Linked DNA regions of Zea mays: region 1 is linked to region 2. The links are chromatin contacts, called in public Hi-C maps. All regions are on one chromosome and are shown on one strand. Each heading gives the region's core, a stretch centred on a gene start, on an enhancer-like site or on the middle of the called end of the contact. The rest is flanking DNA. Distances are from core to core; before and after follow the strand shown. Region 1 has its middle 92 kb from the start of LOC103652077. Region 2 holds the start of LOC103650339.

Region 1 (6,419 bases), core at 2,708-5,207, 140 kb before region 2:
TGCTTAACTCGGGGTGACCACTATACCCTGCCAACGGAGCAATCGGCTTAAGTCGGCAACAACTTAAGATGGTGCAACATGCTCGCTCTTACTCCCGCGGTCACATCAAATTACTACTCAGAAGCAGTTTGCTAAAACACTCAGCGTACCAAGCCGTCCCTTGCCTACACCCATTGGGGGGACGCCCAGGAATTATCAGTATATTTTTCAAAACTGTCACATCCGTGCAGTGCATGCAATGAATACCTCAAGACAAAAGTGAGATATCAGTAAGAATCAAAGGAAAGCCAAATATAGCCGGTGAAGTACAAGTCTGATCGACAGAAGCGACATGAAGACTAGCCAGGGGACGTCTATCGAACGTCCAATCAGTTGCAGATCAAATAAATTGCACTACCTAGCAAGATATGGGCAGATCATGAACTCGGCCTCAAAGACAAAATATATGCTGACCTCTAAAGCATAATATCAATAACATAATGCTGACCTCTAAGGCATTTGGCAAGAAGAGAGGGAGATTCTCCGAAAAAGGGCATGAAATGAAGTCCTTCGAGTGGATTATTTTCAAAAAACTCACTCGAAGCTTGGGTGCTACACCCATTGGGTGCACCTCTGGTGCACCCAATGAATCGTCATCTTAGATCAAGACAATGCTGACCTCTAAAGCATAGGGCAAGATCAAAACAAGGCTGACCTCCGACAAAGTACAAGTGGAAAATAAAAGTGATTTCTGATAATACTCGAAGTGAAGACCTTCGAGTGGATTGTCTGCAAAAATCCACTCGAAGCTCGGGGGCTACACCCATTGGGTGCATCTTTGGTGCGCCCAATGAAGTTCGAAGTCCTACAATACGAAATGCTGACCTCCGAAGCGTGAGTCTGAGACAGAACACCAATTTTTGAGTGATAAAAGCAGAAGGAGACAGTAAGAAATCGTTTTTACCGGATTACCCAGAAAGCACTTCCTGTTACAAACAAAGACCGCAAGCTGGACCTAGGATCTTTGGGCCGATTATTTCAAAATCAACCCAAAGATTGGGGGCTTGTGGGGGACAGATATCCCCCGGGTCCACTGGAAGGATAAAAGACCACACAAAAGGCCCAGGGGCCCAATAAATCGTAAGGTCATCCCTTCGTGGGTCTGGGGAGGAACGACCGGTGAAGAAGATTGACATAAGGCCAGATTGGTGCAAGCCCAGACAACCAATTGACTTCGAGCGAGTAATCACAACGGTGACCCGATCTTCCCGCGCTGGAACCCCGTGCAACGGAACCAAGCGAGGATGGGTCGGCGGAACTATAGGGAGATAGGCTCAATTGGTTCACTATCATTTAGGCGCATACTGCCAACATATCTGCATGTAATGCCCCATGGTCGAGTATATAAGGCCTAGGGGGCACCCCTTCAGAACGATCAATCTCACTACTCAGCCATCTACCCCAACTCTCTACATTCCTTGCACTAGAGAGTCCCCTTGTAATCCGCCACATAAAACATTCCCGCCAGGACGTAGGGTGTTACGCATATCTAAGCGGCCCGAACCTGTACACCATTGTTCACAGTTTCTCATGCGCCCTGCACGAACCATCGAGCTATAGTCGGTAACACCATCCTACTCCTAAAAACACCTTGAGGGGCAACCCCGGGTGTGCGGTCGGACCCAAAACACCGACACTATCTGAGGGCTCGGATCGAGCGGAGGTGGGCGGGGTTGGTTTGATCACGGTGGTCGCCCTCGGGCGGCTCTGGCGGGTCGCGGGGAGGTCGCTGGAGCTGCGGGCGAGCTCGGGAAAGTTAGGCGCGGTGCGGAGGGGGTAACTGGGAAGGCGACCGTGCATGAGGGTGGGCTTTGTAGCCACTAGCGGGCACGACACGGGCGTGGGCACGGGGGCGGTCGAGGGCGCGCGGGGGTGCGCTTGTGGGCATGCTCTGGGAGCGTTCCGGAGTGCCAGCCCACGTCGAACATGTGGTGGTTTACTTCTGTCAGTGTTCAACGGCCTGTTTGGTTGCCTTAGCGTGCAGATCTCAGCAAAAGTCCCGTGTACGGTCTCTTCTCTGCACCATATCCTATCTTTTCCATTTGAGTTCCAAGCAAAGATATGGTCGGGGTTGAGAGATATGGGGGTGGGAAGTTGGCTCTGTCCGAGCTGTCCAGACCGAGACAAAAACCGTGTCAAGTAATGTCAACCGACTTAGGGTTTGGTTCAAATTTTTCCAGGGTGTTCTAGAGGTCTTTAGGCGCCATTTTGTTATTTGGGCCCCACAGTTTTGAGGTTTGGAAAAAGGTGAACATGTTTGATCTTTGAAAGAGGGTTGGTTTTGAAAGTGAGAAAAGTCTGATTTTTCTTTTATGTCCTTCTCTTTGGTGACCTTTTTAGGGTTTTTCTGAATTCTTTTTGGGGTCACTCTCTTACTAATATTTGTAGGGTATTAAGTGTACTACAACTTTTATAATTAGCCCAAGTCATGATAATGTGGTTTACATTGCCTTTTTGCTATACTCCCCTCTAGGGCTCCATTTGCCTAAGGAAGTTGAATTAGGGTTTGAGCCCTTCTCTCCTCTTTAGGTGCATGATAAGGCCAAGGCATGACTTCTAAGATGGGTTACACCTTCTTAGGATCTTGATCCCCAAGTTTGGTGTCTTTTGCTCAAACTAAACCACATGTGATGATGGGTTCAATAGTGTAGGCTTGAGTGAAATCCCTAAGTAACACCTGGGTGTTACATGCATGGCCCTTAGACACTTTCGAGGTGAATGGCTAGGGATCCACTACGAGGCATTTACAAAGTTCTACTAGCTTCAGAAAACCCGCTATGGTTTCTGAGAAGAGGAATATAGGAATTCCGCGTCGAAAAAGCCATCGCAGCATGATCGACCCGAGAACCTCCCTATACGCAGCTCCTCTACCGGCCTTGCCCCTTTCTGTTAAGGTAGTCCTCCACTAACTTTCCTAATTAGTCAGCCAAGGACGTCCCATTCCACCCTTGTGGTAGCACGGTTATCTCAAGTTAAGCTCCATGTTCCAATTAACACAATGATGTTGTCATGAACAACATTAATTAAAACAATAGCAAAATTGGAACATGATCATAATTCAAATGTAACATTAATCCCAAAACCACGTAGAGCAATAGCATATACTACCCAAAAGTTTAATGGTAAGCAAGGTGTGGGATAAACAATACTAGGGAAACCTAGTAGGTCCCATCAAAATTAACCTGAGCATGTCACAGTGATTAATAGGAACATTATTAGGTAGAGAAAAGTGATCAAGGGCACAACTTGCCTTAGACTCGAGATTCCCAAATACTTCACCACTTGGTCTTCAAGCGACTCGTAACCTCGTTGCTACTCGTAGCAATACAAACAGACATGGTATAGGCAAAACTAACATCACACCAAACATAAGAACAAATTGTATAATAATGTTCTATGTATCATAACGAGATCGTAGGTTCGAGAATTACTAAATTCAGAGTTACGGTTAAAGAGTTATGATTCTCTGAAGATTTAGGTGTTAGATATAGAACAAATTAAGTGCATAATTTTTAACCTATGTTTCATGACAAAATAATGTCACTAGATAATAAACAATATTAATGCGAATTTAATGCAACTGGAATGGATCAAAAAGGAGTTAAAATTAATTACATATGAATTAAACAAGTTTCTCGAATTATTTTCATACTAAGAAATCATTTTTTGGCTTATTTAATAAGCCTGGGGATATATTTGGGTAATGGATACAAAAACCCGAGAACACAGGGTGTGTTTTATAAAATTCCAGGGCACAACCGCAATTAATCTACACCTGACCAGACGGTGGGTTGATTTATGTAAAGTCCAAGGGCTCATACGCAAAACGGGCTGGCCGAAAGGGTATGGATGGATCTCAGCCAATCGATCTGCAATGAAGGGCTCGGATTAAATCTAACTCACACATCGAACCAGTATGCAACAGGGGCCACAGGATCCGCGATCAATGGCCCAAATATATCCCCCACTTTTGTCGAACCGGTACGCGTCGCTGCCCTTCGGATTCGAAATCAACGGACACGATTTAGTGAGTACCCATCTATTCAGAACCATCAGATGTTGATTCGAGGGCCCCGACCAATCGCTCCTGAGCTGCATCTTAGGCTAATTCGGGCCGTTTGTCACACGTCCAACGGCTGTCGTCCTTTCATCTACCTCCGACAGCGCGGCACGGAGGAAGAAATAAGGCACCGCCCCGAGCTCGCCAACGTGATGTGCATAGGTGCCAGTGGTGCATGTATTCACGGACGGACATATGCAATACACAATACGAAGTAGGACGAATGAATGGAGGTAGCAATTAACGGTGAATACACAACGTCGAACCCCAGCCACGACAACACGCGGGACCGCGACGGAGCAACAACTCCAACCAGCAATCACTAGGGTCCCGACGGCAAAACTCCCGTGCTATGGTCACACACCCCTTCCCCAGGTCCTGGGCAAGCAGGACGGCACGACCAACAAGGCTTGGAGGTGAGTAGGTGACCAAACCACAAGGAGGCCTCGCCGGTAGTCCTCTTCTCCGCTCTCTCTCACGGTGGCGGCAGAAGCTTGCACACAGCGAATAGATGGAGGAGGGGGATCCAACTTCGAGTTTTCTTTGACCTCAAACCAAACCAAACGTTTTCTATAGATGCTAGCGAGTCGTCCAAGGGTGGCGGCAACGAAATCCTGGATCCGCGCGAGAATCACGGCCTCGCTCGACCGCACGCGTGAATCTGTTGAGCGTGGTGGTTGCGGCAGGGATCACAGGGCTTCCCCACTGCCCGGTGACGGCACCAATCGATCTAGCACGAGTGAGACCGACGGGTGGGTCCGCGCGACAGAAGCAGGTGCATGGGCGGACGCACGGGTGAATTCGCTCTCTGATGAACAGGCCCGACCCATCAGGGAGAGTGACACGGTGGTTCTACTGTCAAGCGGGCCCATGCTGTCGGTCTCGGCGTTAGTGGATTGGGCCGCGTGGGTGTGTGCCGAGTTGGGCTAAGGGATGAGGAAGTCTGTCTAGCGAAGTTAAGCTTTTTCCTTTTCCTTTTTCTTTATTCCTTTTTATTTTTATATTTCATATTTGAATTTGATTCAAGTTTACCTCAAATTTTGAAAATGCATCAGAACATGTTTTTGCATAAATATTTCATTTATTTTCATTGTATTTGTTTATTCATGAATATTTTAAACTACATAGTTAATGAAAGGAATATCGCACTTGTTTTAAAACACATAAAAAATCTTCTTGTTATTATATATTTAAATCATATGTCTCATCTACTATTACATAATTTTATACTAAAGGGTAGTTTTATCTCGACCTATCTAGAGAATTTCTCCTATTATTTTATCCCAAAAGAAAAGTTTAACTCATAATTCTTCTATGTATATTCCAATCCAAAAATAATTTAATATCTATGTATCTTTTATTTTAGGAAATATTCATTTTGGGACATTTTTACTTATAATTTCTAAAGTAGAATTTTGGGTGTTACACCTCATCATCGACAGCTCTAGTTACAACTCCGGAATTTGTTGTGGCTACTAGAGAATGAGCATCTTTGAACCTTGTGGAACGGAAACGAAAACCATTGACATCATACCGACCATAACGTCTGACAGATACTACTCCTAGGGACAATTGTCGAAGGTCCGGGTGTATATTTTCATTTATATCTACATAATCTCCAAACCAACACAAGAAATTAGGTCCCCCATCTTTTCCCTCTCGATGAATCTGATCACGTTCACGACCAGACATCTAATTTTGAGAATCAAATTCACTGTTAGTACAAGGAAACAAACATTTTAGGATAAGAAAAACAAGGATAGCGACAATGACTAAAAATTAAGTTTACACTTATAGGAGAAACTGACTCATCTCTTCCATGTTGTTATACATGTAGAGTAAAGCAGTCTTCCATTCGTCATTGGTAAAACAGTATGCTGTGCTGGGTCCTACAGTTTTGCCCCTCCATTGAAAATTTTCAAGATCACTGATAGGGGGCTCGTCGACATGATACCGCAACGCAGGGGCATTGACATTGTGTTCCTCTGCAAAGTACAGGCCCGTGAACAATGCTATCTTTTTGTATTTGAATTCTTCAGCAATGCACCCTTCAACTCATCTCTTATTACCAACCATTGCACGTAGCTTCTTTAGTGTCCTTTCGATGTGATACATCCATCTATACTGCATAGGACCACCTACATTAGCTTCATCTGGTAGGTGAACAAGTAGATGTTGCATCGGATTAAAGAAACCTAGAGGAAATATTTTTTCAAGTTTGCATACCAAAACCGGTATTTGTTGCTCAAGCTTCTCCATCATCTCTTTCTTTATTTCTTTAGCATAAAGATGTCTATAAAAGTAGCTTAGCTCCGCTAAT
Region 2 (6,427 bases), core at 3,197-5,696:
CAGTCATACGAACTCTGGTGACTGTAATTTTCCTTCCAGTAGGGAACCTCCCATCTGGTCACCCATCCTAGGTTTCTCCAAGTTGAGCATGCTTAACTTTGAGATTCTTTTGAACCAGGCTTCCAAACTCAGATTCCAATAATTCTTGTTTCTGAATTCTTATCAAATTATTCCCTATCCAACCATGTCATCCCTTAAGCCTAGTCCATATTCCAGAAAAACTCCCAAAATATTCTTGTCCTATATTCTGCATATAACTCTCATGTTCATACTAAGTCAAACGATTCATTCGTCACTATTCTCACCAACAGTGAACTTCACTGTGCTACACCACATACACTCAGCTATAAATACACCCAGCTACCCTCTCCCTCTCCACACACACTTAACACCCGCAGCCAAGGCAAACACCCCACCCACTCAGTTACTCCGTTTTGCCGGCTACACGCATAGTGTCGCTTCGCCTCCAGTCCACCCTCCTGGTAAGCACCTCCGCTCCACCACCAGTAATATCACAACACCACATGACACATATTCTACTCAAGACTATACCCATCCATATATCACTATTCTGACCACTATACTAAATATTTGTTGGTATACTTGCTTGTTTGTATGTTTGCTTATTCATGTTGCATAGTTATCGGAGCGTTCGTGCCGTCTCGTGGAGGCCAGACCTGCAAGTCTACGCCAGGCAGAGGAGCTAGAAGCCAGTTCCGCGAGCTCCCCTTCCCCTTCACCGAATAAGCACGGCAAGCTCACTAGATCCCTTTGATGCATAAATTACCTATGATCTTTCAACCACAACCCTCAGCCTATTATTTTATGCATGATATGATTTTGAGACAAGTTATTATGGCCACCCAAGCCGCTTGCCGCAATCAATCCTTAATATATTTGTTACAAATGATTTGAGAAAAGGTGTGAGTTTTTCAAAAGAAAATGCTTTTCAAAATGTGTATGATGAATGGTTTTCACCCTTATCACCTTTGAGTAGGGATGATCAGGGACTCCCTGGTTTAGGGGAGGGCCTAAGGTGAAGGCTCAGCTGGTTTAGGCGTGAGCACAAGGATTGTCCCCTCATATAAGGACTGGTTTGTCATCTTTCACTACATGTACTCATGATAAGTACAACCACTCGAGACTGTGTGGGCAGTCACTCAATCTGAACTCGTACAGTCCAACCCCAGGGTTATGAAGGCTGGGGAGCACCGGGAGGATAAGGAGGGGGAATGTTTTGTCCGGTTTGGACATGATGGTGGCCTGACTCCTTCCGGTATAACCGTTAAGGTTAGGACGTGCGGGGAAAGAAAGAGATTCGGATCTCATTGATCATTAGATCGCAGAGCCGGACTAGTGGGTAAAGTGTACCCCTCTACGCATAGTTCAAACCTATTCGAATAGTCTGTGTCCACAGGAATGGACGAGTCTGGTGTGGTATGGCAATTAATGTTTTGTTTTAAAAAAAAGAGGTGCGCTTGAGAAAAGTGGTTTTTAAAAGGTCCGGCGGTTGAGCCGTGAGCTATGGTGGACGGGAAGTCCAGTAGCTGTTTTTGAAAATGAAAACCAGTGGGAAACTGTTGAGATACCTGGATGGTTTAGTCCAGGGTATTTTGTGCTAATATTGAAAAACTTCCTGCTCCTTTGGGAGAGGATGCGCTTTGCAAAATACAAAATGTTTTACAAAACAACACTGCATAAAATATTGTTGTTTCTGCAAAATATCCTGAGCTCCACATATTCCATGCATTATATCTGATTTCCCCATTCCGCGGGTGAAGGTGGGCTGCTGAGTACGTTTGTACTCACCATTGCTTATTTGTTGTTTTTCAGAAAAATGAGATCGGGTAAGAGTTACGACTGTTCCCAACCTTGCCTGTGGCTGTTGGACCGCTGATTTGCTTCGCTGCGTATATCGGGCTGCTTCAGCCCCACTCTGATGATATGTCCCGAGTTGTGGACCAACTCTTAAAGTTGTTCGCCACCTTTATAGGTTTGTCTCGTTTAAGCAGATTTAGAATCATCTGATGTATAAATGTGTTTACTAGCCTCTTGGGACTAGTAATTGTATCACATTTGAGTCCCAGAGGATTGGCACGCTTCAAAAACTAGGAGTTCTAAATAGAGATGGCCAAACGGGCCTCCCGGCCCAGCCCCGCCAGGGCCCGATGAAGCCCGTCCTGTTTTGGGCCCGGCCCGCCAGGCACGGTTAGAAAACTAGGCCGGGCCATTTAAACCCGCGGGCTCGTTTCCTTGTCCAAGCTCGGCCTGAAGCGAGCCTAAACGGATCGGGCCGTCCCGGTAAGCACGGTTTAGTGCAAAAAAGCAGGCTTGACGGGCTTCGAGGTAAACAGGACGTGCCGGGCCAGCCCACCGTGCTTAGTTTTCTGCTCGGACCCGCATAGAACCGGGTCGTGCCGGGCTCGGATCGGACCCAAACAACGGGCTTCATGCCGGGCTCATGGGCCTCGTGCTTATTGGCCATCTATAGTTCTAAAATAAGAGTCAAATGAAACTAAGACAAAGAGATACTAAACTAATCAGAGCTCATCTCTATTTATAGAGGGTTATTTCTATTTCCTAATCTAACCCTATTTACATAAAGTCTATCCACTCCACTGGGTGTGAAATGGACAAACTCCTGGAGTTTTCGTCTGATGGCCATGCACTTCACTCGAAGTTGTTTCGCCTTGAGGTACCCTCCGTGATCACACCACGTGCCGCCTCCAGTTTCCACCAAAACTGCCATCGCTGGGTTTTAAGGCCAAGCCGAGTCGAAAACCCGTCGTCTATAGCGCTGGGTGGTTTTGAGGCTCAACCACCAAAACCGCTGTGAGTATCGCACCCCGTCTGCCTCCCCACGTTCTAGACACGTGTCCCGCTAGTCCTCGACCGCGCGAGTGCGTGTCCCAGATGTCAGCCACCACGACTGGTCACCCTAAGACTCCGGTCCTTGGTCAAATCCCAGTGCTCGTCCTTTACTGCTCTCGGTCCATCGGTACGAACCCGCAAAATCTTCACCTTCGTCGTCGACCACCGTCTCTGTGCTCCACATATATACACCTTAAGCCGACCGATATGGTTGCACATACATAATCTCACACTTTGGTCAGTCCTCTGACTACCCCAGAGTGCTACCCGTTGACAATCACTTATGATCAACTTGAATCGCAAGTGATAAGTCAACTTTATGTTTGCACCGGTGCATTCAAACACCCTGTTAGTTATATGCGTGGGGATTTTCCATCCCTAGGTTTAGCCTACCTTGCTCCCAAAGTAGATCTAAAAGTGATTTTAGCCGACTCAACCCCTCCTATTTTCTTGGTCTCAAACTGATCTTTGTCGCTTGTTTGGGAGCACCTTGCTATTCATTTTTTTAGTAAGAGGGGTTTAGAGCTAGTTTGGTAGAAAAGAATCAGAGCGGGTATCCTTTGTTATTGTTATTTAAAATTGAATAACAAAGTATTTTCTCACCATCAATTCTGTCTAATCATCTTTGCTCGATATAACACGGCGGAGGGCGCGCTCTGCCACTCTCTCTCTCTCCTATGCTGCTCCTTGACTCAAGTGGCGTCGTCTATGAACCACCGACCTGCTAGTTGCATCTACTCCTAACTCGGACAAGCTCACACGCATAGCCATTATTTACCTACGCAGTGATGCTGACGTGCAGAGCTGCTGGAGGCCAGCACAGACAGCAGCAGGAGAGTACGTGTATAGGTACTGTTGGAGATGGCGGATACGGATGGCCATCGCATCGCAGCTCCAATCTTCTCCAACTGGTCAACGTACACCACCGGTTTCCACTATGGACAGGAGCTACCCTGCGTGCACAGTACTAGATTATGTGCATTGTTGTTTCAAGACCAAGAGGTAATGCATGATAAATTGTGACTCGTATACGATGTGCAAGCAGGATCTAGTGCTACCCTCCAATTAATCCAACCAGCTCAGTTACAGTTCCTGCGTGCCCACCTTCTGAACAGACGAACCACCAACATCATCTCAGTTTACAGCCACGCTGCTGCTGCCCATGCAGCTGCACCTGCTGCACCTGCTTCTGCTTCTGCTGCAGCTGATCGCGCTTCAAATCCTACCAGCAGTCTACATACAGCTTACAAGGAGAGATTTTGAGGTGGCTCTCCTGGGCTGGGCTGGGCTGGCATTATGACGTGTACATGTACGTAGGTGGAGGTGCGTGGGGAGATTTGCGACATTTATTAAGGTCACTCTAGCTAGCTACTCGCCACCTTCAATGCCGGCCTGCCCTCCCGTTAATGCGGGTTGGATGAAGGCCATTGAAGCCTCCTCCCTCCCCTGCATGAACTCTCAGCATGAGCATCACCCCTCCCGTCAATCAAAACTACAGTGCTGTGCTACTACCCCTCTAGTCCAGCAATTGTCAGTTCTCTCCTCCTCCTAGCTAGCTATATATTGGTATGTACGTATATAAATAGACCCGTGGTGTGGTGGTGGCCAGCCACGACCGGCCATGACCACCGAGTTCCTCAGGGTGAAGAAGTTCCACCAGGACGAGGCCGCCCGGAGCCGGAGACTGATAGAGCTGCAGCCGGAGCTGTCGCTCGGCCCAGTGTGGCCGGGCTTGGCAACCGGTGGTGGCCTGGCAGCCAAGAGCTCCTCGATCGAGTCTCATGGAAGCCCCCGGAAGAAGAGGAAGAACTATACGGCGGCCAGCTGGGACTGGGAGGTGCATCAGCAGCCGCCCGCGAGCCTGGATCTCCAGCTCAACCACCCCCTGCCTCTCGACTGGGAACAGTGCCTCGACCTCCAAGTGAGTACCAATACTCTCTGTGAGTAAAATATCACCTACAAGTGTCCTGCCATGATTAATTGTCTCTCATCATTGTGTATTTTTTGTTTTTTGGCATGCAGTCTGGGAGGATGTATTACCTGAACAGGAAGACGCTGAAGAAGAGCTGGGTTCGACCCCGGGAGCAGAGCCTGAATAACGTGGACCTCAACATCTCCACAGCTCCCGACGAGGATGAGCCAGGGAAACCCGCTGGCACCTTGTTCTCTGGAGGCAACATGGTGGCCGTGCCGTGCGCCAACTGTCACCTCCTAGTCATGCTCTGCATGTCCTCCCCGTCCTGCCCCAACTGCAAGTTCGTGCAGCCGCTGCCACCTTCTGTTGTGCCGCCTGCCTATCCGAGGCTCGGTGCCGCCGTCAAGCCGCTGGAGACCCTCAGCCTTCTCCATTAGGCGCATGCACGCGCGCTCCACTGGCAGAAGCTTGTAGAAAGGAGGAAACCATAGTTGAGTTGTGTGGTGCATGGGTTAGTATTACTATTACCTGGGTAATGGGTGTATGAATGTGAAATCATGCATGCATATAAAAAGGGGTACGGTCGGTTGCACGAATCAAACAAATCAATCAAATCTACTTTATTTCCTTTGTTGTTCATCGCACTAGGAGTGGGAGTATCCTTTCCCCGGCCACCGAATTTCCATCGCAAATGAGCAGAGGAGACCCACTCCTGCATCAGGGTCAAGGATCATCCGGCCTCATGCTGTAGACCGTCCATACGTCGTAGAGAGCATTGTCAGTTAGTACACTTCTAGTGTTTGGTGTCGAGGTCAAGTACCGGCAACACGCTACCACTACCGGAATCGGGCTCTTTGCCGAGTGTCTGAAAAACACTCAGCGAAGGCTTTGCCGAGTATGACACTTGGCAAAGAGAGATCGGCGAACTGTACATCGTCAACGGCTTCTTTGTCGAGTACTTTTTATCGGGCACTCGACAAAGACTTTGCCGAGTGTCACTCGGTACTCGGCAAAGACAAGCCGCTGTCACGACGACTGGTAACGGAGAAGGTGCCTTTGCCGAGTGTTGTAGGTGACACTCGGCAAAGAGATTACCTTTGTGTAACACCCTTGGTGTTACCAAAACTAAAACTTTTGCATGACATCATTTGCACTAGCATTTCATTATGTATGATATACCTAAAGTGCATCCACTAGGTAAAAAATAAAAAAAAAGTTGTGATGTGATGCCTTGAATTGATCCTTAACCATAGGGTAGGGTGCTTACCCAAGGACTAGAAGCATGTGGGTGTGTGAGATAGCAATTTGATTATGAACTCAAAGGTTAGTGAAGATGTTCAAAAGAGACTAAACTTAGAGTGTTGGAGTGGTACATAAACCCTAGAACACTCAAACCCTAATAAGGACCCTAGAAACCCTAATTAGTGCCTTATGAGGTGACTCCAATTTTTATGCACTTTTGGACCAAAGTGCATATATCAAAGTAGTGGAGTAACAAAAACTAGGCAACTTTTATATTTGGAGATTTCCATGATTTATGGAACAAATTGGAGAAAATTGCAAAAAGGTCCCAAAGGCACCTAAATGCTTAACTCTGAAAAATAGTGATATTGTGATGAATTTTGATCCGTGGGGATTTTG

The links. Hi-C and Micro-C count contacts between places; a contact is called where the count stands out from the background.
Region 1: a contact with region 2 is called in a Hi-C map of tassel, with 2.3 times the contacts expected there. The contact joins the enhancer-like site here to the promoter of LOC103650339 in region 2. A contact is called at or near these places in 2 of 25 Hi-C or Micro-C datasets (ear and tassel).

Annotation. Positions count from the first base shown.
Region 1 is chr3:101,903,474-101,909,892 of Zm-B73-REFERENCE-NAM-5.0, reverse strand. No RefSeq gene overlaps it. Among protein-coding and RNA genes, the nearest start is that of LOC103652077, 92 kb to the right of the region's middle. Within about 2 kb of position 3,957, at least 16 of the 20 cell types and tissues checked have an H3K27ac peak or open chromatin away from gene starts, as enhancers often do. A contact at or near this core is called in ear and tassel, where this site is marked.
Region 2 is chr3:101,763,599-101,770,025 of Zm-B73-REFERENCE-NAM-5.0, reverse strand. It overlaps LOC103650339, which reads left to right and starts at 4,446. Exons shown (of 2, transcript NM_001374176.1): 1 at 4,446-4,792; 2 at 4,894-5,412. The coding sequence starts at 4,493. The coding sequence ends at 5,223.